Linked DNA regions of Mus musculus: regions 1, 3, 4 and 5 are each linked to region 2. The links are chromatin contacts, called in public Hi-C, Micro-C and promoter capture Hi-C maps. All regions are on one chromosome and are shown on one strand. Each heading gives the region's core, a stretch centred on a gene start, on an enhancer-like site or on the middle of the called end of the contact. The rest is flanking DNA. Distances are from core to core; before and after follow the strand shown.

Region 1 (4,733 bases), core at 827-3,326, 820 kb after region 2:
ACTGCCAAGAGTGGCTGGATGGCCACACGTGGTCTCTGGGAAGGTGAATGCAAACATGAGCACTGTGGAAGCCATGGAGCATTTTGGGTCCAGGAATGGCAAGACCAACAAGAAGATCACCATTTCTGATGGTGGACAACTCTAATGATTTTGACTTACTGTTTTCTTACCCACCAGACCATTCCTTTTGTAGCTCAGGAAAGCCCACCACCTTCCCCACCCCCCCCCCACTTGCTCATAATACCCTGTAATCTTTGCTCTCACTGAAGTTTTTGAGTTCCATATTTTCCTCATTCCCCTCCAATCTAGCTGGATTACAGAGGTAAGCTTATGGTTATGAATAAATACTAAATAAGAAAAAAAAGAAGTAATCTAGACAGGGAATAAGTCACCTTGAAGATTATAGTCTATCGTGAAAGGTAGTAACTGAAGCAGAGGCCATGGAGGAGTGATGCTTACTGGATGTGTCTCCACTGCTTGCTCTGCTTGCTTTCTTACACTCAGGACCACTTGCTCAGGGATGACATCATCCACAGTGAGCCCACATCAATTAGTAATCAAAAAAAAAAATTCCCCCACAAACTTGCTTCAGGCCAATCTGATGAATTTCAACTTTCTTAAGTGAGATTGCCTCTGTTCATATCGCCTGGCATGTGTCAACTTGACAAAAACTAGCCCACACAGTAATAAGTGTACCCTACATTTCCTCCAGTCAGGAGCTCTCTGGGAGAAGCACAGTGTGTTTGAGTTTGAAGGGCCTGCCTATCTCTGGAGTCAGAAAAACCTGCAGGATGAGAAGTTCTGCACAGACAAAGCCACTTTTCATGAATAAGTGTCAAGCCGCAGTCTCTGCCGTTGGCATGTAGCCGAGATACCATGGTTTTCATTCTTAGGGGCATCTAGTTGTGAACAGCATTGCTGAACCTGGGGACCCTGCACTTGCCCCTTCTTTGATTGTAATGTATATAAATTCAATAAGCATTTGCAAAGATGTGTTATTTAAAAAGAGAGAGAGAGAGAGAAACAAACCTGTGTCTGCAAGATTGCTCTGACAAACTAAATGTCAGTGTAATATGAGTTATAGCCAATACTGTCCTCCATCTCCATAGTTACCGACTTAGTGGGGCAACTTAACTCTCAGGGAGGGGGGTATTAGCTTTGAATGGCTTTCTTTCTCCATTCATAGCTGTTAGCTGTGTTCTGTTGAACACCACCTCTCCTTTCTCCCTGGGCAGGACCTTCCTTAATGGCAAATTGGTGTGATTACATAAACACAGAGTATTTTCTGTTATTATGACATTCTCACTCTAAAAATAACTACCCCTTTCAGGGTTTTAAACGTACATTAATTGTTTTAGCTGAGGTATACTTTATATGCAGTTACATTGTCTTAAGTATAATAGCCAATGAATTTTAACAAGAGAGTGAACTTCTGTAATGAGAATTCTGGAATTTTGGTTTCTTAAAAAAAAAAAAAAGAAAAAAGAAAAAAAGAAAAGAAAAGAAAAACACACAGAAATATTGTAAGAGTGTGCTTCTGTTTTAATCCCAGGTGTAGGGTGTGGGACTGGTTCCGACTGTCCGAAGCAGCTGACCATGATTTGCCTCTTGCGCTAGCAAAAGTGTGGTTTTGCCAGCTGCAGATAATTTCTATGATTGTGTGACATTCGGAATTCTGGAAACTTTTCATAGTGCATATAAATTCGGAGGCCCTGAGAGGGGAGGGTTGGTGGTTGGTGTTTATTTAGGGAAGTTATTTACCATTTGGTACTTGGAGTCAAAGAAGAAACAAAAAGAAAGAAATTAGATTCAGGGATTTTCCTAATTCCTCTCTCCCTTCTATCCTTGTTTCTTTCCTACCTAGTATTAAAGGGTTAAAGGGGGTGGGCAATGGATAAAGGGTGGAAAAAAAGAACCTACCAAGTAGCAGAGACCAGCTACAGAGTCTGTAGGATATCTAAAGAGGGCTGGTGCATCAGTTTGAGTGCATTAGTGAAAACCTCAGACACCAGTCATGTGCTGCCATTGCGTTAGGAAAAGGAAATTAACAAACACTTCCCCTTTGAGTAATTCTGTTTCTTTACTTCCCCCTTTCTGTGGTTTTCTGTCTGAATTTGTACCTGTCTGAATGCTGCCCTGTGAGTCTGTCTGTCCCTGTGTCTGTGTGTCTGTTCCTAACAGGGCTTTGTTCTGTATTTATTGAACAGCACAGAAAGCAACACATGAACGAGGGATTTTACAGAAATCTTTAGCAGAGTTTACAAGGGGTTAAGTCATTCACTCCACCTGCCCCCAACTCACCCAGATAAGCAAATAAATACAGCTATAAATCGATAGAAGAAAGCTGCTTTCAGTGTTGATGGTGGGTATGATTATCACAGCAAACCTGCAAACATACAAGCAGGTCAGGGTCATGGAAGAGGACATAAGGAGATTACAGCTTCCACTCTCTGCGGTTGTAAAAGCTGATTGCTCAGGAAACCCAAGGCAAGTGAGGTTGGTCATTATTGTGTCTCTTGAAGGCAGGGTAACGTGCATTACCAACCTTGGCCTTGAGGTCCAGCAAAAACTTCTTTCTGGTCCCTTACAATATTAGGGATATTTTCATGGCAATGATCAGATTATTTAAAGCAGAAAAGACATGATAAATGTGCTGGTGTTGTTCTCTGGTCCCCCAGATAGAGGACCTGGGCTTGGGTTCCCCAAATCCATGTAAAACTGCAAGTGTGTCAGTACCTGCCTACAGTCCTAGCACTGAGGGACAGGAGCCTCCCTGGAGCCTGCTGCTCAGTAGATCTAGCTGCTCAGTAAATGGACTCTAAGTTCAGCGACAGACCCTGTCTCAACAAAACACAGAGATCAATCAAGGTCGACATTTTATGTCAACCACTGGTTTCCAAGTCTGAACACACATACACGCATGCACAAATAGTATCAACTGCATTTTTATATACTGGCATCTGAAAATGTGCAAATGGAATTAACGATGCAGTTTGATTCATAATAGCATTAAAATAATAAAATACTTACAAACATACTTTTTTTTAATGTGCAAATTTTAGCTGCTAGCTGTTTTCTGCTGCTGTGATCAGACACTAATCAAAGCTAATCGAAGCTAATGTGGGCGAGAAGGAGTTAACACCTCTAACTCATTAGATTGAGGGAAGCCAGGACAGGGACCTGGAGGCAGGAACTGAAGCAGAGGCCACACTTACTGCAGCACAGGCTGCTTACTGGCTTGCTCAGCTTGCTGTCTACACAACCCAAAACCATGGAGGGAGGAGGAGGACTGCCCCATAGACTTGCCTATGGGTTAATCTGATAGTAGAAAGGCCTCAGTTTGGGTACTTACCCTAAGTGTATCGAGTTGCCAAAAACTAGCCAGCACATCTTGAATACTAAAAACTATAAAACTTTGTTGAGTTTAAAATAAATAAATAAATAAAAGTAAAAAAAAAAAGAAAGATATCTATTTTGTGGATTGGATGACTTAACACTGCTAAGGTGCTGACTTGATCACGACGCCTGTCAAAATCCCAGGGGCCTGTTGGACAGAAATTGGAACGTGCATCTTGGAACCCACCTAGACATTCCTAGGGCTCAGAATAGAGATAGAAGTTTTCAAAGAAATCAAGTTGGAAGACCCACAACTCCTAATTTCAAACCTTTACTTTAAAGCTCCTATAATCCCAGCAGTGTAAGAGTTTCATAAAGGCACACACAGAGACCCACAGAGCTTCTAACAAACAGCTCTGCGTTTGCGGTTAGTTGATTTTTGACAAAGGTGCTATCCTGAAATCAGAGCAGCTGTTGGACCCTTGGAGGATTAGGATCTTTAATGTTCCTTTACAGAAGGAGTGGGGGAGGCTCATCAGCCAAGTCCACAGCCCCTCGCTAGTGCATGCACCTGTCACCAGCTTATATAACCCGACCACAGCTGCCCCTGCTCCAGAAAAGCTTGTAGCCACAGATGGTGGAAGGTTAACTGGATGGCTGTGGGGGTTGTCCCTCCTGCAGAGCTGAGATTTTGCTGTGATGCTCCACAATAGGCCGATCCCTCACACATCGATCATTAGTCCAGAAAGGGCCCCATAGACTTACCTGTGGGCTATTTTGGGAGCATCATTCATGCTCCTATAAATAAGCCTAATAAACTCATTGGTTCATCAAGTTGGATTTGAGACGGAATCATCTCTTTGGGCTGCCATTCAGATCCTATTTGGGTTGAGCAGACATTCACATCAGCCCAGAAAAAGTAACACAACAAATATTTCCCAACAAATGATCAATGGACAACCAGCCACATACACACACACACACACACACACACACACACAAATACACCACACACGCATACACACACATATGCACCACACACACACACACACACACACGCACCCCCTCCACACACACACACACACACACACACACACACAAATCAAGTTTGGCTTCTGTCTCATACCAAGACAAAAATTACCTCAAAATCAACCATAAACTCACATGTAAGATATGAAACTCTGAAGAAAATTATTGGGGGGGTGGGTATGGGGGACCTTTGGGATAGCATTGAAAATGTAAACGAGGAAAATACCTAATTAAAAAAAAGAGTATTGTCTACTTTGAATTAGACAATAGTTTTCCAGCTATAAAACCAAACATACAAGCAACAAACTTGATGTGATGTGTCCTGCTGGAACTGGGACAAACAAGATGCACAGTGGCTTGCTGGAGAT
Region 2 (4,688 bases), core at 253-2,752:
AGAGGCCTGACATCAGTCAACCTCTGGCCGCCACACGCATGCTCATATATGTAGACATACATGCACATACAAACACCTACATACCCACCGCTCACACACGCATTGGCTCTGCACAACGCTGCTTATAGATCGTTGTATCATTTTTACTTGCTTGATTCCGTTCCAGTCCAACTGCTCTGTTAATTCAGAAACATTAGTCTGCTTGAGTTTGTGACCACACCCATCTGATCTCTGATGCTAATCAGGGTTGGGCCTAGTTAGTTTGTGGGTTGGAGACCACCCTGCTTGAGGGAAACGGTTCGAGGAGCCAAGGTGAATCCCCAGAACTCGATTCGGAATGTGCTTATGAAATGAATGCTTCTTCAATGTTGGAGTTTTGTTCATTTCTTAGCTTATAGGGGTTGATGTTTGGCGCATTTAAAATATGTCTTTTCAAGACTGGAGTGGAGCTCTGTGGTAAAGCATTTCCTTCCCAGGCCACGCTCTGGGGTTCCGTGCAAGGGTCCCTTAAATGACAAGAATAAGGTGTTTTGTTGGGCACAGGCACAGAAGGAAGAGTTTTCTCTGTGAATATTTTCTGGGATGAGTGGAAGGCTTAATTCTCAATGTTTTAGGTAAGGGTTGCACTAAGAGCCCTACAGTGGTTTAACTCAAAAATGTCTTTGCTATGGACAAAATTGCCTTGTATTCTTGTTACAGCCAGTTCTCCATTAGATACACAAAGAAACAGCCCGGAAACACGTGATGGTTCCTCCTTCAGGGGCTGGGTTTAGCATTCACATGGAATGACTCCAGCTGAGAAAGACGCAGTAGGTCCTTTAAAAATACTCATCGTTACTTTAATAGCATCAGCACCTGCTCAGCTGCTTCAAGAGTGAAGCTATTCGTTTCTTCTCAGAATGTCTGGCGTCTGAACCCTTGCCTTCTTCCTGGCTGCAGCTGTCTAAGCCAAGGAGGTCAAGTGTCACACGGAGGCACCTTTCTGCCGGACGCCAACAATCACCACACCAAATTAGGGAGGGGAAAAGAAAACTAATAAAATAATATAGTTAATTTAGTCAGTGACCCTATTGACTTTCTTGCTGACCTCTTTACTGTGCAGTGCCATGGCACCGGGAGGCCAGGCACCACAGCTCAGATAGGGTTTGTGTTCGTCCTGGGCCTGGAGGTTGAAAGCTGAGCAAGACAAGTCTATCTGAGTGATGACTGAGTCCTCTGTAACATGGAAAGTAAGAATTATTCTTTGGAGAGTTGTCAGAGTAACTCGGAATGTTGGACGTCGAAGATCCGCACTAAACTTACTTCTGCTATCCTTGTTTTAACTGGCTTCCAAGGCGTGGCTGACTTAAAACGTGTTTTCCCACTTGTCTGTTCTGTTCACCCGCACCGCTGCCTGGCCACTGCCACACCTTTGGTGAAGGAAAGTGAAGGGCTACGAGTGTCCCCTGGCGGAGGGAAAGCCCTCTCGGCACGCATGCGCGCAGGGGAGCCTCCAGCCCCTCTTTAAGTGAGGAGCGCGGTGCGCAGCCGGGCAGTCGGAGCTGGCTCGCAGCCTTGCCAGGCGAGCGTGGGGTGTCCGCGCGCTCCTCTGCTCCCATAGCCCGAGGGACTGAAACTTCCGTGGGCGGCTCCCACCGGAGCGCACTGCCGGGGGCGCACCAGCGACAGGGAGAAAGGAGACCAGACGCGGGCTGCAGTAGGAGCCGGGGAGGGCAGCCCGCTGGCCCGGCGCCCAACAGCAGCCGCGCGGCCGCCGCCAGCCGGGCGGGCTCCGGGACTGCAGGGGAGGTGCGGGCACTCGCAGCGTCCCGAGCGGTGGCCGGAGCCATGAGGACCGAGCACAGAGTGGCGGAGGCAGAGCGCAGCCGGCCGCTGCTGCACTTGCCGCCGGGAGCACTGCGCGCACTGCCCGCCTCCTTCGCTGCTTCTCGCAGGGGAAGTGAATAGAGGGGGAAAGCAGCCACCAGCTCCGGACTCTGATGCTGAAACGCTCCAGCCGCGGCCTGGCTCCTGGTCGGCAGCGAGGCGTCCCCTCGAGGATGCCCAAAGAAGGTCGGATCACAAGCCAAGCTTTCAGAAACGTTTCTTCTGTGATGCCCCTGTGAAGGCCGAACCTAGCAGGGACGTGGTCACTCGCAAGGAGGGATGACTTAGACCCTGGCTCTGCAGCCTGGGCTTCGCCTCAGAGGGGAGTGTTCCTCACGGAAAGCCCCAGGGATCGCCGAACCATAACTTCTTGGGGGAGATCTGTGACCTCTAGAGACATCACCGGTGCCCAGGGCAGTGCCATGTGGGGCGGACGCTGCTCACCTTCCACCTCTTCCAGGCACCGCGCGTCGCTGCTGCAGCTGCTGCTGGCCGCGCTGCTGGCGGCGGGGGCGCGGGCCAGCGGCGAGTACTGCCACGGCTGGCTGGACGCGCAGGGCGTCTGGCGCATCGGCTTCCAGTGCCCCGAGCGCTTCGACGGCGGCGACGCCACCATCTGCTGCGGCAGCTGCGCGCTGCGCTACTGCTGCTCCAGCGCCGAGGCGCGCCTAGACCAGGGCGGCTGCGACAACGACCGCCAGCAGGGCGTAGGGGAGCCTGGCCGGACAGACCGAGAAGGCCCAGACAGCTCGGCAGGTAGGCGAGCAGCAGCCAGGTGCAAAGAGGGAGCGGGAGGGCGGTTGCTTTGCCTGGGCAAGAAGGACCAGGAAGCCTGGAGATTTTAGGAAAGGGCCGGGGAGCAGAAACCTGAGTTTTTTGTTTTTGTTTGGGGGTTGTTTTTGTTTTTGTTTTGTTTTGTTTCCCCTACTCATTAACTTTGTATGAAGTGGGGCAAAAAACCTCGAGAAAAAACACGTTGCTTCTGTTCATGGTCCGTGCCTTCCTTTCCCTTCGTCCCATTTCCACTGGGCTTAATCTTGGGAATAGTCAAGAAAATGACAAGGGTGCACCCCTCTGGAGAAGGCTTGTCCAGGGTTCTCCTCCAAGGGTCCTCAGACGGAGGGCAGTTCTGGGGGACAGCAGACGACTTCCCGTGGGTGACGCACCTTTTCACATCTCAGGGATCCCTTCTCTCCCGCAGGAGCCAGTGCACAGCTCCCTGTGACCACCTAGGCCTCTGGGAATCTGGATTGGCCTCCTTAGGCTGACTTGATAGACGTGCCACTGGAACGGAGCCCAACTTTGCTCATTGAGACTTTTGACTATTTCTTAATAGACAAAGCCAGATTTTGAAAGTAAGCCTGTCAAATAATTTAGTAGATGGCATTTCCTTAAGGAGAGGCTGCCAAATTGAGTCTCTCTCTGTGCGTGTGTGTGTGTGTGTGTGTGTGTGTGTGTGTGTGTGTGTGTGTGTGTGTGAATGAGTGCTACAGGCACATACATAGGTTTGGAGCTGCCTGCGCTTTGGCACAGGTGGTTTCTGCTTTATAGAGCAGTCTCCAGCCCAGCAGCTCTTTGCAGTGCAGTTAAGCGTTTTCTTAGTTTGCTCTTCCTGCTGCTGTTGCACTGACTTCAGTCTGAAAGGAGGAGAACTGAGGGTCGTTCTGGAGAAGGCACCATCTGAACTGCAGCTCAGTTTGCGGAGTGTGTGGTCTGGGAACAAAGCCTAGAGAAAAGAGCCAAATGGCTACAATAAGGTGTCTGTTCAATTGGGCTTGTTAATAACTTCTAAAAGTCGGGATGGAGTTGGCTAAGGCTGGAGGCAGCGGCCTTCTCACACTGTGGATGCTGGCCATGGCTGCCCTTCACTCCACTCCTAAATCTTTAAGTCTCCCGGTTCTCTCACAGCCCTTCTGCAATGAAGGACGAATTGCCCAATTAAGCCTGCGGGGGCTTGTGGTAGCACTGCATTCTTTACCCCTGTGTAGTTATTTACACTTCCAATTAAGAATCCTGGAAAGAGAACAGTTATTTCTCCCCCAAACTCATTATGTGGGCTGAGACTGATTTCAGCTGGATTTTGCTATCATATTGGAGGTAAAACTTCTCTGTGGGTTTTTGTTTGTTTGTTTGTTTGTTTGTTTGCCATTTATAACATGAGGGAGCTGGTATCTTAATTTAGGGAATGAGATATTTTTACTGTGTGTAGGAAAGGGCTTGGCTCTCACTGCTTGGACGGGGCCTCCAGTGCTGGTGTAATGAGAATGGTACAGCTGTGGGAGCCAGCTGGGCTGCAGATGGCAGCAAGCCTTCTGGTCTGCGGAACGGACCCTGAGTACAGAAGTGGCTCTGCTCAGCAGTTTATTTCTCTGTGATTCTGTGTGCTATGTGAATGGGGACGCCTACTCCCAGGATAGAGTCTGCAAAAGCCATTCGCAGATCTGACCTTTGAGGTCTGGGCTCCGTGTTGCCCCATCGGAAATGCTGGCAACTGTGCCTCACCAAGACTGGTGAGACCCATGAACCCCTGTTCAGATGGAGTCCTTAGGGAGGGCTGGGCTTGGCTCAGTGGTGACATGGTTCCTTAGCATCTGGGAGGACTCTGTCCAGGTCAGTTCCCCACACCTCACACCCACTCCCACACCTGCTGAAAAAGAAACCTAGTTGGGAACTCACCAGAAAATGCAGCAGTTTCTTGACTGTAGGGAGACTTCCACAGAAGTGGTCCAGAGGCTTCCTGCAGGCTCCTCCTGTCTGCTTAGGTCCTGAGCATGCTGCCCCGCGTTCCTGCCTTGCCTATGGCTCCCATGATTTAAACAATT
Region 3 (4,435 bases), core at 890-3,389, 750 kb after region 2:
CCCAGCTCTTTTTTACTTCATGTTGAGACAGGGTCTTATTGCATCACCCAGGCTGCTCTTGACTCCTCTCCATAGCCTAGTTGGGCCTTCAACTTTGAATTCTTCTGCCTCAGACTCCCATGCAGCTGAGCTTCCAGGTTTGCACCGCCAGGCCTGGCTGTTGCCCCACCTCTTAGCTGGGAAGAACAACTCGCCTTGATTCATACCGCTGGACTTTCACTTCAGCCTGACACTCAACAGCAGGCCTTTAGCTCTACCCATCAGCCATCCTGCTGCTCTGGCCCTCTTCCTGACCTGTGCAGTCCTTTTGATGAAGTCCTTGGAAACTGCTCTCTCTCACATGGGAGAGGAAGTTGGGAGTCCACACTCAGTCTACAGCTCACCTTGCTCACCTTGCCTGTGGTCTGCAGTGGGTTAGCAGAAGACTCTAAGTGTCCTGCTTCCTTCCTCCGCAGGGGCATGGCTCGCCACCAAGGAGCCTTCCCTACACTGAAAGCTGCTTTGTCTTTCTCTTTGAGTATCTATGTCCCAAAGGAATGGTAGCAATCCCATGTTCCTTGATCAGTTTTCTCTCTGGGGATTCAAGAATTCTTATGTAGATGAATTACTTTTGGCCTATCTTGGTAGATGGCAGTGCTCTACTGGTTAAGCAGGCCACCTACTCCAGCTCTTAGACTTCGAGACTTGTGGTTTTTCTAGACTGTTCCTCCCAATTGTGGTCTAAAGCAATTTCAGACTGGCATGGTTACATATATAGTAACACACTTTCTAGCCAGCATGGTGTGTTGATGTGTGTGTGTGTGTGTGTGTGTGTGTGTGTAAAGAACTGAGACAGACTTCCAATTGTCCTCCAAAAGCTTTCAAAGAAATAACAAGTGACTTTCTCTTTATAGTTCTTCATGTCTAATCTTTTGCAGGGCAAACGGGACTCTGTTCCATCATGTCACATGATCAATTAGAGCTTCAGGAAGTGGGCCAGTGAGAGGGCTCAGTAGGTGAGGATTCTTGCCCCCAAGTTTGATAACTGATCCTTAGGACCCACAAGGTAGAAGATGAAAACTTCCACAGGTTGTCCTCTGCTGTGGTACGTGTGTGCCCAGACACATAACACACAATACACACATACAAAAGAAGTAAATATTTTGAAAAGAAAACTCATTTTTTTTTAAAAGTCTGTTGTTGTATATTCTGTCCATAAAGAGTCCTGTTAGTAGGTGGAAAGAGCTGGTGGGGTTTGAACTCTGAAAACAGAAAGGTCCTTTGATTCCAGTCTCAGTTTAGAGCCGTTTTTTCATTGAGATGAGAAAGAGCAACATGACTGCTCAACTCCATGGTCTAACTGTGAACCCTGGAGGCTGCCTTGGCCAACAACTGAATCTGCAGTTCAGTATAAGTACAGTATATAAGTAACTCTGAATCTGCAAAATATAAGTAACTTGTGGAAAATAAATTCAAGAGAAGCAGGAAAGACTGGTGTTTGTATGTAAATAGTATATACAATCAAATAATCACTATATATAATCAATATTTTTAAAATAGGGTTATTAAGGATTATAAAACATGAATCTTTTCCAAATCCTTCCCTATTTTGCTGGCAAGCCCTTGGTTAGGAAAAGCTACAATGTTAGCAGTTGTCTTCAAAGTCAGAACACAGAAACCTTACCCACACAGGTTGTTCTCTGGAACCCAGTTCCCTTTGCCTCTAGACCAGTGGGGTCAGAAGCAACCACAGGGACGACCTCTGACCCCTGTCTGGTTTTCCCCCCTGTCCTATTGGGAAAGACAGCGAGTGGGGTCCTTGGGTGTTCTTAGACAGGGGTAGGCTGGGCACAACAGAGAGAGGTATACTTACCATACCCCTGAATGAAAGAGGAAGACTGAGCCCAGGCCTCTAAGACCCACCTGCAGAGGGATCAGAATTCTCCAACCTAAGTTCTCAGTGTGCTCAGTCTATTGTGACCAATTGGTGGCTTCTGTGACTTAAGCCCCATGTCACTGGGGTGGGGGATAAAAGCTTTGTGGTCTCCCAAAGGACCAGCGAACCCTAGGGGACTGTTGCACTTTCGTTGCTGAGAGCTGCTAATTGGTATTTGACTGACGGCTGTTGCTTCTGTAACAGGAAATCAGAGCCACATGATCAGAATACAGCATCAACCTGAAGAGGACTACATTCGGCACTGGACCAGACGCAGGCGTGAACAGATTGGCATGGTGCCTCTTGGGCTTAGTACCCACACGCTAAGACCTATGTGAAGGACCGGAGAAAGATAGGAGGCTGCATGAAGTCCAAAACAGATGATAAAGGAAAAGGCATTGTTCTTTGTGGACATGGGGGACGCATGTGTTAATTTTTGAAGCTGCGATCCTAGGAAAAGCTGGGCTAGAGGAAGAAGAACCTGAGGTGGTGAGAATCAACGCACTGGGATCCAAAGCCCATAATTATGAATTTCATTTTTTTCTTTCGCCTCGAGGCTGCGATGAAGGCTCTTGCTACACAAAAACCTATGTGGCACCCAGGATATTATATAAGCCCTTGGCAGGAGGGGAGATAGTCCGGTTTGTGCGCTTCAGCCGCCGCAGTTGCAGTAGCCACAGCGCAGCAGCGAGAGCCGCTCAGGTTGATTTAGAACGCGGGTGACAGTGGCCTGGCGCGAGCCTACGGCTGACGACAGCGGCTGATCCCACTCGGTTTCCATGGAGACGGGCAGGAGCCGCGGCGGCGGCGCGGCTGTCAGCGAGCGCGGCGGCGGCGCGCGCGCGGGGGTCTGCGGGAGGCAGGAGCAGGCCGGGGCCCTCGCTGCAGACATGGACTCGCATTGTGAGTGCGCCGCGGAGACGCCCGCCGCAGAGCCGCCGTCGGGGAAGATCAATAAGGCTGCGTTCAAGTTATTCAAGAAAAGGAAATCGGGGGGCACCATGCCCAGCATTTTTGGGGTCAAAAACAAAGGGGATGGGAAGAGCTCGGGGCCGACGGGAATGGTGAGAAGCAGGACCCACGACGGACTAGCCGAGGTGTTGGTGCTGGAGGGCAGCAAGAAGGAGGAGCCGCCTGGCGGGAGCGATCACAGCGGGGCCCGGCCGATCCCCGGACCCCCCAAACCCTCCGGGCCTGGCCTGGGCTCCCTGGCCAGCAGCTCGGTGGCCAAGTCCCACAGCTTCTTCTCCCTGCTGAAAAAGAACGGGCGATCGGAGACCGGCAAGGGAGACCATGCCGAGGCGAGCAAGGCTGGCGGCAAACAAAAGAGGGGGCTGAAAGGGATCTTCAGCAGCATGCGCTGGCACCGGAGGGACAAGCGCGGCAAGGAGGAGGAGGAGAAGGCGGTGCGCGCGGCGGGCCCGGGCAACCTGGTTCTGCCCGGTTCGCTCACCGCCAGCCTGGAGTGCGTCAAGGAGGAGCCGCCCCGAGCCGCGCGCCGCCCGGACAGCCCGGGCCAGGACGCCTCGCGACACGCAGCAGGTGAGCCCGCAGGGGGAGAGCAGGCGCCCGCGTCCGCCGAGAGCGCCCCGGAGCGGATCTGCCTCGAGGCCGGGAGCCCCACCGGCTCTGGCGATCAAAGCTCCCGGGGAGAGGACGCCGAGGGGCATCGGCGCGAGGAGAAGCCCGGGGCAGCCCTCGAGTCGGGAGCCGGTGAGGTCCAGGCGGCCGAGGATGCGTCCAAGACAGGTGACGTTCCGATAAAGACCGTCCCCCTTGTCGACTCCGAAGGTGGCAGCGGCCGGGCGTCTGCTGTCCCTGACCCTTCCTCTGTTGATCCACCCTCAGACCCGTCGGCAGATCGTATTTGTTTGATGTTTTCTGACGTGACTTCACTGAAAAGCTTTGACTCTCTTACAGGCTGTGGAGATATTATTGCAGACCCAGAAGAAGAGGCAGGCCCCAGCTGTGACAAGCATGTCCCCGGGCCAGGCAAGCCAGTTCTCTCTAAAAAGAACGCCAGCGTGGTGGCCTACCAAGGAGGAGGGGAGGAGATGGCCAGCCCGGATCAGGTGGACGACACCTATCTCCCGGAATTCTGGGACATGTTGTCCCAGACTGAGGACCAAGGACAAGGAACTCAAGAAGGCGCAGCGAAGGCAGCCACTGCTTCCGACATCAAGTTGGCCCCTGAGACCTCCAGTGATACCCGGTGTGGGGAAGCAGCCAAGGACATGTCCTCGGTCAAGCGCAGGAGGCTCCACAGAATTCCCATTGAGTCCCAGCAGAAGGAGGAGCCCAAACATCCGGAGAAGGAGCATCAAGAAGGTGTTCCTAACAGCGATGAGGGCTACTGGGACTCCACCACCCCTGGCCCAGAAGAAGAGAGCATCAGCAACAGCAGCAGCAGCAAGAAGGTGGTCATCCCCAGGGATAGCGACAGTGGCGATGCTCTCTGCGATCTCTACGTTGAACCTGAAGCAAGCCCAGCCACCCTTCCTGCCACAGAGGACCCACCCT
Region 4 (4,663 bases), core at 632-3,131, 590 kb after region 2:
CAGTGACGGGCTATAACTGTACACATGGTACAGAGACTTCTGGCTCCTCAGGTAAAACAGGTTTCTTCTGAGGTTTAGGCTCTGGTCTACATTAGAAGACATCATTGCCCTAAAACCATCATGATTTTATAGTTCTTTCCAAGCAGGCTTTTAGCCAGCACATACTGAGAAGACAGTGTCTTTTCACCAACTGATGTAAGGAAACTGGCCATGGCACACTCAAACACCTTATTATCTCTTTATCCAGTGGCCCCTCATGGACCCACCTCACCCAAATAGACAGCAATGTTTCACAAAAAGCCGTTTTCTGAGAAAGTTTGGTATTCACTGTCTTCCTCCTGAATGTCTACCTTCTGGAAATTCTTTGTAATGTGGTCTAAAGGTGTAGGCTACACTACTGTCCACCCAGTTCATGGTATATGAGTCACTTAATTGGTTATGATTCCCCACCCTTGCCCAATGCTCAGAGTTCACTGCAGAGCTGGTTTTTGTCCTTTTGTGTATTTTTAAGCCAGGTTATTTAAACAGCTTTATGACTCTTAGACAATTGTTCTTCTATTCAATGGAGTGGGTAATTGGAGCCCAAACCAAATCATTCTGGGTTCTTACCAGTCTGATGAGTGGGGCCCCCTGGCCTGCTTCATGGGCTTGAGTGCACATTCAGGAGCTCTGTCCCAGATCCCAAAGAGGGCAAATCCCATATAAATTAAACGGCTCATTGGCACCAGGCATATATCTACTCCCGATGCCTTGAACCCTCGAACTCCCCCCATGTGGGGAAGGCAAAAGTGGTGAAAGCACCTCCTAGTCAATGTATCAGAAATGGTACAGGAGACCAAGGGAAGCGAACCAGGAAGCAGTTTTACGTACCCATACACTAGCCCAGCAGAAAACGGTCTAAAGACTGAAAGCCATTCAGCTGAACAGGGCCTCTTATATTCCTCTGTTCCCCTGCCCCCACCTACAGCAATCCAGAGTGATATATTTTAATTAGTGATATCAAACGTGTTAATATAGATTGCTTAACTGCGGATGTATCCAGGTAACTTCTCAGGGCCTTCTACCGTGACATGTACAAGGATACTCACCACAACTTCTACAGAATTGAACCCATCAACAAGAAACAGCTGAAGAGACACCTGGATAGCAATCGGGCTACGGGGAAGGAAAGAGTGTGCAAATGGCAATCTCTATGAGCTGACAAGGCAAGAGATAGATAATATACTACAAAGGGGAGGAAATCAAAAATCACACAATACTTAGGTTGGGATTTTGTTGTTGGTGGTGTTGTCAACCTGCTTGGTTTAAAAGGGAAGAGAAACCAATAAAATGAGCATTTAAAAAAAGGAAAAAGAAAGTAAAGCAACCATTCATACACATAGAAAGGACATTTTTAGAACAGTCTGCCAAGACAGATCAACACAATTAGTGTACACACTTGGGCAGGGCAGGACTGAGACTAAGCTGAAGGAGTCTTTGCTTTTAACTCAAATATCTATCAACTTAATTATGATGCTTAATGTCATAATTTTCAGAAGAAAAAAAACCAAGTGACAAAGAACCTATTACACTCCCCTTTCCATTTGTGCATGTATGTGTGTGTGCACGTGACGGAGGACGGGGGGGGGGGGGGGGGGCTGTTGTTGGGACTCATTCTTTTTTTTTTTTTGGTTTTTCAAGACAGGATTTCTCTGTATAGCCCTGGCTGTCCTGGAACTCACTTTGTAGACCAGGCTGGCCTCAAACTCAGAAATCCGCCTGCCTCTGCCTCCTGACTGCTGGGATTAAAGGCGTGCGCCACCACGCCTGGCTGAGACTCATTCTTGAATGCTCTTCCACCATATTCATTAAGGCAGGGTTCTCTTGGTCAAACCTGGAGCTTGCTGGTGTGGCTAGTCTCTCTAAGCAGCTAGCTCTGGGAATCCCTTCTCTGACTCTGGCCACTGGAATCAGGAGGGCAACCACACCCATCCAGCATTTACTCACTTTATCAGCATAACAAGCATGTTAATAACTGGGCCACCTGTCCAGTCAGAATTTGCTACATTGTCTTTAGCCTTTTGTTAAAAACAAAAGAGAACAAGACTATAACTTACAAGTGTAGACAACACTAAAATCAATTAAAGAGAATAAGAAGCAGTAATAAAATTAAGTATGTACAACTGCTGAGACCTACAAAGATTCAAAGCAACTAACAAATTTTATTATTTCCACAATAGACAAGGCGAAGACAAAGGAGACAAAGACAACACTCTGACTCCTACCACAAATGAATGCTACAAGTCTCCAGTGGTTCAACATATGAAAATGTATATAAAGAAAAAAATAACCCAGAGAAATATAAATATTCAGATATTTGCAGCATAATACAATGTACTTAAAAAACGAACAAAGCAGTATTTTTGTAATTGTATATGTAACTCTGATGGTAATTTAAAATGCCAAAGCACACCTTTTTCCTATCCTCCCCCATAGTCTGGACTGAGGGTTGCAGAATTACAAAAATATACAAATGTTTAGTGCTCAGAGACAAATAACTCTCCTTATTTTAATGCGTCAAGATGCAAATATTAAATTCAGGAATGCCAATCACTGTTATATGCAGATAAATAAAACAGACCAACAATTTTTATAATCAAACCCAAGTAACATTATACTAAAATATGTATGTATGTATGTTCGTATGTATGTACACCAGACCTGTTTTGAATAAAATAAAAAAAAGGTGCCTTAGTGAAAATGATCCTGAAAGTATTCACTGATAAACATTATATACAAAACCTTCTATGTAAAAAAATTAAACTATTTCCGTGCAATTCCATGTGTTCATTCCACCTGAAAACTACTTTCACGCTGTCACGGTCCTAAGGCAATGAATTCTCTTCACAGTGGTGTTTACTCACTCAACACCAGGATCGGCAGTACAGACAGAGGTCACACAGACAACCTGACACACCTCTGAGCACTCCCTGGAGCTCCACCACTCTTCAAACCAGCACGTTTATAGTGGGTACAAAGAGTTTCCCTAAAATGTAGTTTCTCTAGTCCAGATTAAGACTCAGCACATTAAGAGGCTCAGAAGCCACTTCATTTGGTTTCTCAATAGCCCTATAAGAAGAATTCTGTATTGAAACAGCTAAGCAAGTTGTTACTGAATTAACATTGCATCCTCCACCTGCATAGATTCAATTTGGCTTAGTAGCTCTTTGCCCCAGAACATCACTCTGGAGTTCACATACACTCCTAAAAGTCCATCTCCTTTACAAAAAAGATTCTCATAATGGTAGCATGAGAATATATATAGGGTAGTAAAGGTTTCTAAAATCTGTTTGATGAGCCTTAGAGCATTCCTCAGTTAAAGTAGCTCCTAAGGGTCAAGGTATAAATAAAAACAGAAGAGTGGGGTCAATGAAGTTGAATGGGTTAAATACTTATATCAAGAATCACTTCTGTCTAATAAACAAATGAAGTGACCAGGCACCCCAAGTTACTCCTTTTATAAGCGCTGAGGATCTAAATCATAAAGAGTGAATAACTAAATACACTAAAAAGGATAACAGTCTGAGGCAGGAGTTGTAGGTGTGTAAATATATATTTTATGTGCACACATTGTGTGCATTACTCTCTATATAATTACATACATATCCACAAGATGCCCTGCAGCACAGTTCAAAAGGCCTTGTCAAGGAACAAACTACTTCTAGCACAGGCCCTAGAGTTTATACCATCTGCATAAGAAACCAATGTGCATGTATTCACAGCATAAACCTCAGCAACAGAAACATTGCTATTAGTACTAGGATAGATCATAGGCTTAGGTTGATGGATTTTTTTCCCACCACTATCAATTGGTAATTTAATCACAACATTTCTTACATGGAGAATCAAAAAAAAGAGCAACCAAAACTGCAACTGGATTTTGAATTCACAAGAAAGATGTTTGGTAAGGTAAACAAAGTTCAAGTTCCAGAGTGAGGAATATCAAAATGTTATAAATCTCCCGAGATGCAGTTCAATTACTACATCGTTAGAAAAATAGAATCATAGAATGAGCGGCAGCCAGCTAAGCACGGCCAACACATCGACCCGTATGTTTATCTCTTTCCTCTTTTGTTTCCAGCTGGAGGTCTCTTCAATTGAAGGAGTTGTCCTCCTGTTCCAAACCCCGCAGATGCAGGATTGGATACCCCAAATGTCAAACCAGCTGATGCCGTGATGCCAGGATTGCTGAAGTTAAACCCAGACGTACTTGAGCTGCCAAAGCCTTATGTTCAGGGAAGAAAATATTCAAATGAGAAGTTAAGTCACAAAAACGAATATAAAAAACAGGGATGAGTGGGAATTTCTATCTGTGAATACACAATTTTAAGAGTAGAAAATGCCTATAGCCCTTGAATTTCTAACAAGGAACTTTAAAGAAAAATAATTTAGCTAACAGCTAAAGAGTGTCTTGAGAGACAGAGGAAGCTAGCACAGATAACTAAAATATACAGGAAAATTCAAGCTACCAGAAACTTTGTCTGTATTGTAACATGTTTTATGTGCACATACAATTGTGTATTATTCTGTATATAATTATATATGAGAATAAAATTACATTACCTACATATTATGTCAGTGTCTTCTTAGTCAGACTCAACAAAAACATTTTAGAAAACACACT
Region 5 (4,886 bases), core at 1,778-4,277, 560 kb after region 2:
TTGCTGGAGTGTGCACTATTGGTGTGTACACAGTTTCACACCTACTCACATTAAAATCCAAGGGCACATAATCAAACTGTCTGCTGGAAGCAGAGGTGAGCAGATCCCTCTGGAAGGACAGGCAGTAAGCTATGAAGATGGGATACAGGAGTCTCAATTCAGAGGTCTCTCCTTTGCTCTCCTAGCTAGAAACCATTAGAGCAGCCACATGCACAGATTAACCCCGCTTATACTAGAGGTGCCAAGGACAGTGACAGAACAGTGGTAGACTCTGTCCTGGGGCAGGTAGAGACACAGCACCTTGGCTGTGTCCTCTAACGTAGGAGCCATCTTTAAAGTCAGTCATTTCAAAACTGTTATCTGGGGATGGAGAGATGTCTCAGCAGTTAAGAGCATTTACTGTTCCTGCAGAGGAACTGGGTTCAGGTCCCAGCACCCACATGACTCACGACTACATGTAACCCCAGTTCCAGGGGATCCAATGCCCTGTTCTGACCTCCAGGGTTCCTGGAGGCACATGGCACACATTCATACACTTGGGGACATAAATACACATGAAAGAAATAATTTTTTAAAGTTGTGTTGTCCTGGATGAAAATTCTCACACTTGGATTTATCTTTTCTTGAGGAATTAACATGACTCTTCAAAGTGATGGATGCTCTCTGTGCTTCTTGTAGATCACATGATTCACAGTGCAAGTGTTTTTGATTCTACAGCTGGGGACAGAAAAATGACTTTTGAAATATATAGCATTCAAAAGCTAAATCCATGGTTACATCCAATTTTTGAGTCTAAGAGGTCCAAGGAATCTGATAGACTCTTCTGCTCTCCACAAGCAACATACACACACACACACACACACACACACACAGTGCACACAGGCAAAACTCTCATAGAAGTAATAATAATGATGATGATAGTAATAATAAAAATAAAGTTAACATTATTTTTAAAAGTTCCCAAAATTTGTTTGAGAAAAATCACATATAAATGCTTCAAGGCCAACTTACTTAAAATTGAAAGAGGCTGTATTTGGCTCCAAGACTATCAGTCTCTGAGATTTGGAACTGTAGAGAAGATTTAAGTACTTCTTTTTGTCACCCAAAAGAAAGGGCCACAGGGAGTAAGTTTTCTCCTTTAACCTTAGGGAATAAGCACACAAAAGTCTTACCTAGAGATCCTCAGCGCTAATGCTATAGATCAGGTGGTTGCTTTCTGTTGCTTCCAGCTGGAGACTCACCTCTCCTGCCTGAGCTCTGCTTTCCCTGCATTTGGGAGATCAGCTTCAGCAGTCAGAAAAGCACTCAGCACTGTTTGCTTTCTCTGTGTTGATTTAGCCTGATGCTGTCAGTTACAATAAACAAGTCTCCATCTCCCGCCTTTATCTGGACTGCAGCTTAATGTAGGCCATGGAATTAGGAGAGTGGGAAAAACTCAGACCATGTTATACTGAATGAGTAGCCCCAGTGAAAATGATAACTTACTAAACATATAAAGACATGTACACACACACACGCACGCACGCACGCACACACACACGCACGCACACACGCGCACACACACACACACATATATACACACACACACACACACGCACACACACGCACGCACGCACGCACGCACACACACATGCACCACACCCTGCTCCTCCTCTCTCAGCTTCACCAAAGGCCATGGAAATGAGATCAGCAGGAACCCCCCCCCCCCACACACACACACACAACTTGGCAAATGGGCTCCTCAGTGGTGAGAATTTCTTAAATGGGCAAAATCTGGACGATATTTTGTGAAATTAGCACTGCACAGTTGGTTTGCAGTCAGCACCATCATTTTCATGGGGTGAGAATATTTTAGCTCATTGTCCTCCCTTACCTTTCCTCCACTGTTCTCTGATTTTTTTTTTCTCTGAATAGCAAGAGATAGCAGAGGGAGACACGTTTCAGCCAAGGCTAGTTTGTTCTGAATAATTTAACCCCCAAAACGCTGAAAGTAGCATTTAGGCAGAATGGAGCATTCTCGGGACCTTCTGAATACACTGGCCAGTGAGGAAGAGAGAAGCCAGCACTCTAGAGCTCTGATGGAGACCAGGCATGAATGGAACATGACTCAAGGGACTCACGTTCACAGGCAAGATAGGTTCCCTCCCCAGGGGGACCTCCCCTTCTCAGAGGAGGAAGGGTGGGGCAGGTGGGGGAGGGTATGTATGTCGAGGGAGGGGACTGGAAGGGTAGGGGCTGCAATTGGGATGTAAAGTGAATAAATAATTTAATAGAAAAAACAGATAGGCTCCCTCTATACTGCTTTTTTCATCCCATCTAGCTCCAGACCCACCACAGAGCAGGTAGCCATGGCTGTCAGAGGTTACCTGAACATAGCCTGACAGGACAGAGAGCAGGTGAACCCCACTTCTGTGGCTTTTCAGAAGCTCTTTGTGTACCACACATTTCACTCTTTCCCAGAATGGATCCACGTGCTCCTCCCCAAAAAACAGTGCCAATATACACCATTGCATTGGTGACGGAACTTTAGAAAAACAAGTCTATTGAACACACTTAGCCAATTTCTCCCCTCATATTCTGGAGAACAAGAGGCTCACTTATGAATAAAGGGTAGGTAGGAACTAGTGGGATGTGACATACGCTTGTCATCTCAGCCCTCGGGGAGGAGGCATGAGCATTGCTGACTTCCAAATGTGGGCGACTAGAGGACTCATTTGCTGAAGGAGGGCACCAGGCCCACAGGCCCTGAGCAGTCAAGTAAAAGCAAAGCCACCTCCACTCAGCCCACGCCTGCCTCTCCCTTCTTTCTCCCTTCCCTCTGGCTTCCTCAGCACAGCAAGCTCCAGGACTCCTGCATATACATCCCTGTCTCCTTCCCTTCCTCCCTCAGAGAGAGGAGAAAAGCTCACATCATGGAGAAGACCCAACCATAAGGATTAGGAAAAAAAGCACACATTCAGGAAGGCCAAAGGAAGCACAAAGAGTTCCACCTAAGCAGAGTCCCCTGAGGGCAAACAAGCACCCTGGCGATGCAGCCAGTGACTCATCTCTCAGTGTAGCTAGTTGGAGGAAGCAGGTGCCTATTTTAGAAAGCTTGCATAGCTTTGCTCAGAAAGATTATGTACTTTTTCATGCTTCTTGGTGATAGCATTCATTTTGTGAGGATTTGGGAGTTTTTGTTGTTGTTGTTGTTGTTGTTGTTGTTTTGTTTTGTTTTGTTGTTATTCACCTGTTGTTTGTTTTTAAGACAGTTTCAGGATCTCACTATGTAGCCTTGGCTGTCCTGGAACTATGTAGTCAAGGTTAGCTTTGAACTCATGCACATGCCTGCCTATGCCTCCTGAGTGCTGGGACTAACGGTATGTGTCACTGTGCCTGCCTGCCATTGATATTCTTAAGTCTGTTTTCCGCTAATTGGTACTTTAGTCACACTGTATTTTATTATTTTTATCTCAATTTATTTTGATTTTTTTCCTTTGAGTTGGGCGTGGGATTTCCTATGCCAAAACCAATTATTGAATTCTTGAGCATTAAAGTTTTCAGACCCCATGGTTGTTAACCTACTAACAGAAAGGGTGTTTTGCTAACCATCAGAATCATCCCAAAGGCCTATAGGGGAAAACAGATTCCTATTAAACACCCCCATCCCAGACCAAACCTGCAAGATGACTCAGAGGGTGAAGTATACACTGCCTAACCTGATGTCTGAAATCTCATCCCTGGGTCTCAGATGGTGGAAGGAGAGAACTGACTCTTGAAAGTTGTCCTTTGAGCTCCCCAAGTATGCAGTGCCCTGTACATATGTGTGTGTGCATGCGTGCACAGAGACACACACACACTAAACAAACAAACAAACAAACAAATGTAACACCTCATCCCCAACTGCCCAACCAAGGCATTCATCTAGTTTTCCCATGTGGAGATTCAATGACCCCCAACTATTAGAGCCATCCTATAAGAGATGTGTACTTCCCTCTTGGGTCATACAACTGTGAACTGGCCTAGTCATTTCAGTTCTTCTCTGTCTTAACAGAAGAATAACCATCCTGATCTGCGGGAAATGGGCAGGCCTAGGTTATGGACACACCTCTCAAATGGCAAACTATGTCTATAATGGAGAAAAGTGGGAGTCAAGGGCAGGGGACAAGCTGAGTCAGTCTTCTGGGGAAACCAGAGGATGGGCACTTAAGTCTTTGCATCAGAAGCTGGCAGCTTAGAGATCACTCAGCAAAATGGCTAAAATCCACAGACGGGGCTCTGGGGAGCTGGGGAGAGGATTCAGAGGGCCTGAAAATCATGTTGCACTGTGAGCTGGAACCGCACACGCCACAATCAAGCTATAAATAGATGACAAGCTTTTGGGCTTGTCATCAGCCTCATCCGCTGAGACAAGAAATGAATGTATTAAAGAAAGCCCGCTGTTGTTTCCAGATCAGACCACAGTGTGCAAAATCAAATCAGCCTGGCAGCTGTGTCCTCAGAGGCAAAAAAATCTGGTACAAAGGTTTCTGACTCAGCCCCTATCCTGGTCTGCTGCATGTCACAGGTAATAGTTACATAATACTCAGTCTATCTACAACTTATTTCTTATGTTTCTGCACTTGTAGTTAATTCTTTATGCTCTTTTTAATGTTCCTTTCTGATCAGGTTAGTGATGGCCCCATAACATGGAAGATGATTACAGTGTAAAATAGCCCATGGAAGTGAGTCCTGGGCCTGATACATGACCACCATCAAACCTTCAAAGCGTTAAAGAGAGTTTAATGAAAAGGTACTGTCTTAGTTAGTTTTACTGCTGGGAAGAGACACCATGACCAAGGCAGCTCTTATAAGGACAGCATTTAATTGGGGCTGGCTTACAGGTTCAGAGGTTCAGTCCATTATCA

The links. Promoter capture Hi-C pulls out the DNA fragments that hold promoters and counts their contacts. Hi-C and Micro-C count contacts between places; a contact is called where the count stands out from the background.
Region 1: a contact with region 2 is called in a promoter capture Hi-C map of the HPC-7 cell line, with 3 times the contacts expected there. The contact joins the enhancer-like site here to the promoter of Shisa2 in region 2. A contact is called at or near these places in 4 of 39 promoter capture datasets (the HPC-7 cell line, embryonic stem cells, frontonasal cranial neural crest and 1 more), 1 of 484 Hi-C or Micro-C datasets (embryonic stem cells) and 1 of 115 datasets of contacts at active chromatin or transcription factors (embryonic stem cells).
Region 3: a promoter capture Hi-C map of embryonic stem cells shows a contact between it and region 2, with 3 times the contacts expected there. The contact joins the promoter of Amer2 here to the promoter of Shisa2 in region 2. A contact is called at or near these places in 1 of 39 promoter capture datasets (embryonic stem cells) and 2 of 115 datasets of contacts at active chromatin or transcription factors (embryonic stem cells and stem cell-derived neural progenitor cells).
Region 4: a Micro-C map of embryonic stem cells shows a contact between it and region 2, with 2.6 times the contacts expected there. The contact joins the enhancer-like site here to the promoter of Shisa2 in region 2. A contact is called at or near these places in 4 of 39 promoter capture datasets (cranial neural crest, embryonic stem cells, hippocampal neurons and 1 more), 3 of 484 Hi-C or Micro-C datasets (embryonic stem cells, liver and olfactory sensory neurons), 3 of 115 datasets of contacts at active chromatin or transcription factors (embryonic stem cells and forebrain) and 2 of 9 other capture datasets (adipose tissue and embryonic stem cells).
Region 5: a contact with region 2 is called in a Hi-C map of cortical neurons, with 2.6 times the contacts expected there. The contact joins the enhancer-like site here to the promoter of Shisa2 in region 2. A contact is called at or near these places in 15 of 39 promoter capture datasets (the 3T3-L1 cell line, the HPC-7 cell line, cranial neural crest and 8 more), 6 of 484 Hi-C or Micro-C datasets (cortical neurons, embryonic stem cells and palatal mesenchyme), 1 of 115 datasets of contacts at active chromatin or transcription factors (astrocytes) and 1 of 9 other capture datasets (embryonic stem cells).

What each region holds. Positions count from the first base shown.
Region 1 is chr14:60,442,310-60,447,042 of GRCm38.p6, forward strand. It overlaps the pseudogene Gm6066. Among named protein-coding and RNA genes, the nearest start is that of Amer2, 67 kb to the left of the region's middle. Within about 2 kb of position 2,077, at least 70 of the 459 cell types and tissues checked have an H3K27ac peak or open chromatin away from gene starts, as enhancers often do. A contact at or near this core is called in the HPC-7 cell line, where this site is marked.
Region 2 is chr14:59,623,779-59,628,466 of GRCm38.p6, forward strand. Shisa2 (shisa family member 2) reads left to right here and starts at 1,503. Exons shown (of 2, transcript NM_145463.5): 1 at 1,503-2,622. The coding sequence starts at 2,289.
Region 3 is chr14:60,375,553-60,379,987 of GRCm38.p6, forward strand. Amer2 (APC membrane recruitment 2) reads left to right here and starts at 2,140. Exons shown (of 1, transcript NM_028113.4): 1 at 2,140-4,435. The coding sequence starts at 2,695.
Region 4 is chr14:60,215,895-60,220,557 of GRCm38.p6, forward strand. It overlaps Nupl1 (nucleoporin like 1), which reads right to left. Exons shown (of 15, transcript NM_170591.2): 15 at 2,177-4,264. The coding sequence ends at 4,095. Among named protein-coding and RNA genes, the nearest start is that of Mir719, 11 kb to the right of the region's middle. Within about 2 kb of position 1,882, at least 16 of the 459 cell types and tissues checked have an H3K27ac peak or open chromatin away from gene starts, as enhancers often do. A contact at or near this core is called in embryonic stem cells, where this site is marked.
Region 5 is chr14:60,185,609-60,190,494 of GRCm38.p6, forward strand. LOC108168164 (a long non-coding RNA gene) reads right to left here. Exons shown (of 3, transcript XR_001781273.2): 2 at 1,173-1,266; 3 at 550-717. Among named protein-coding and RNA genes, the nearest start is that of Gm33582, 16 kb to the left of the region's middle. Within about 2 kb of position 3,028, at least 37 of the 459 cell types and tissues checked have an H3K27ac peak or open chromatin away from gene starts, as enhancers often do. A contact at or near this core is called in cortical neurons and trophoblast stem cells, where this site is marked.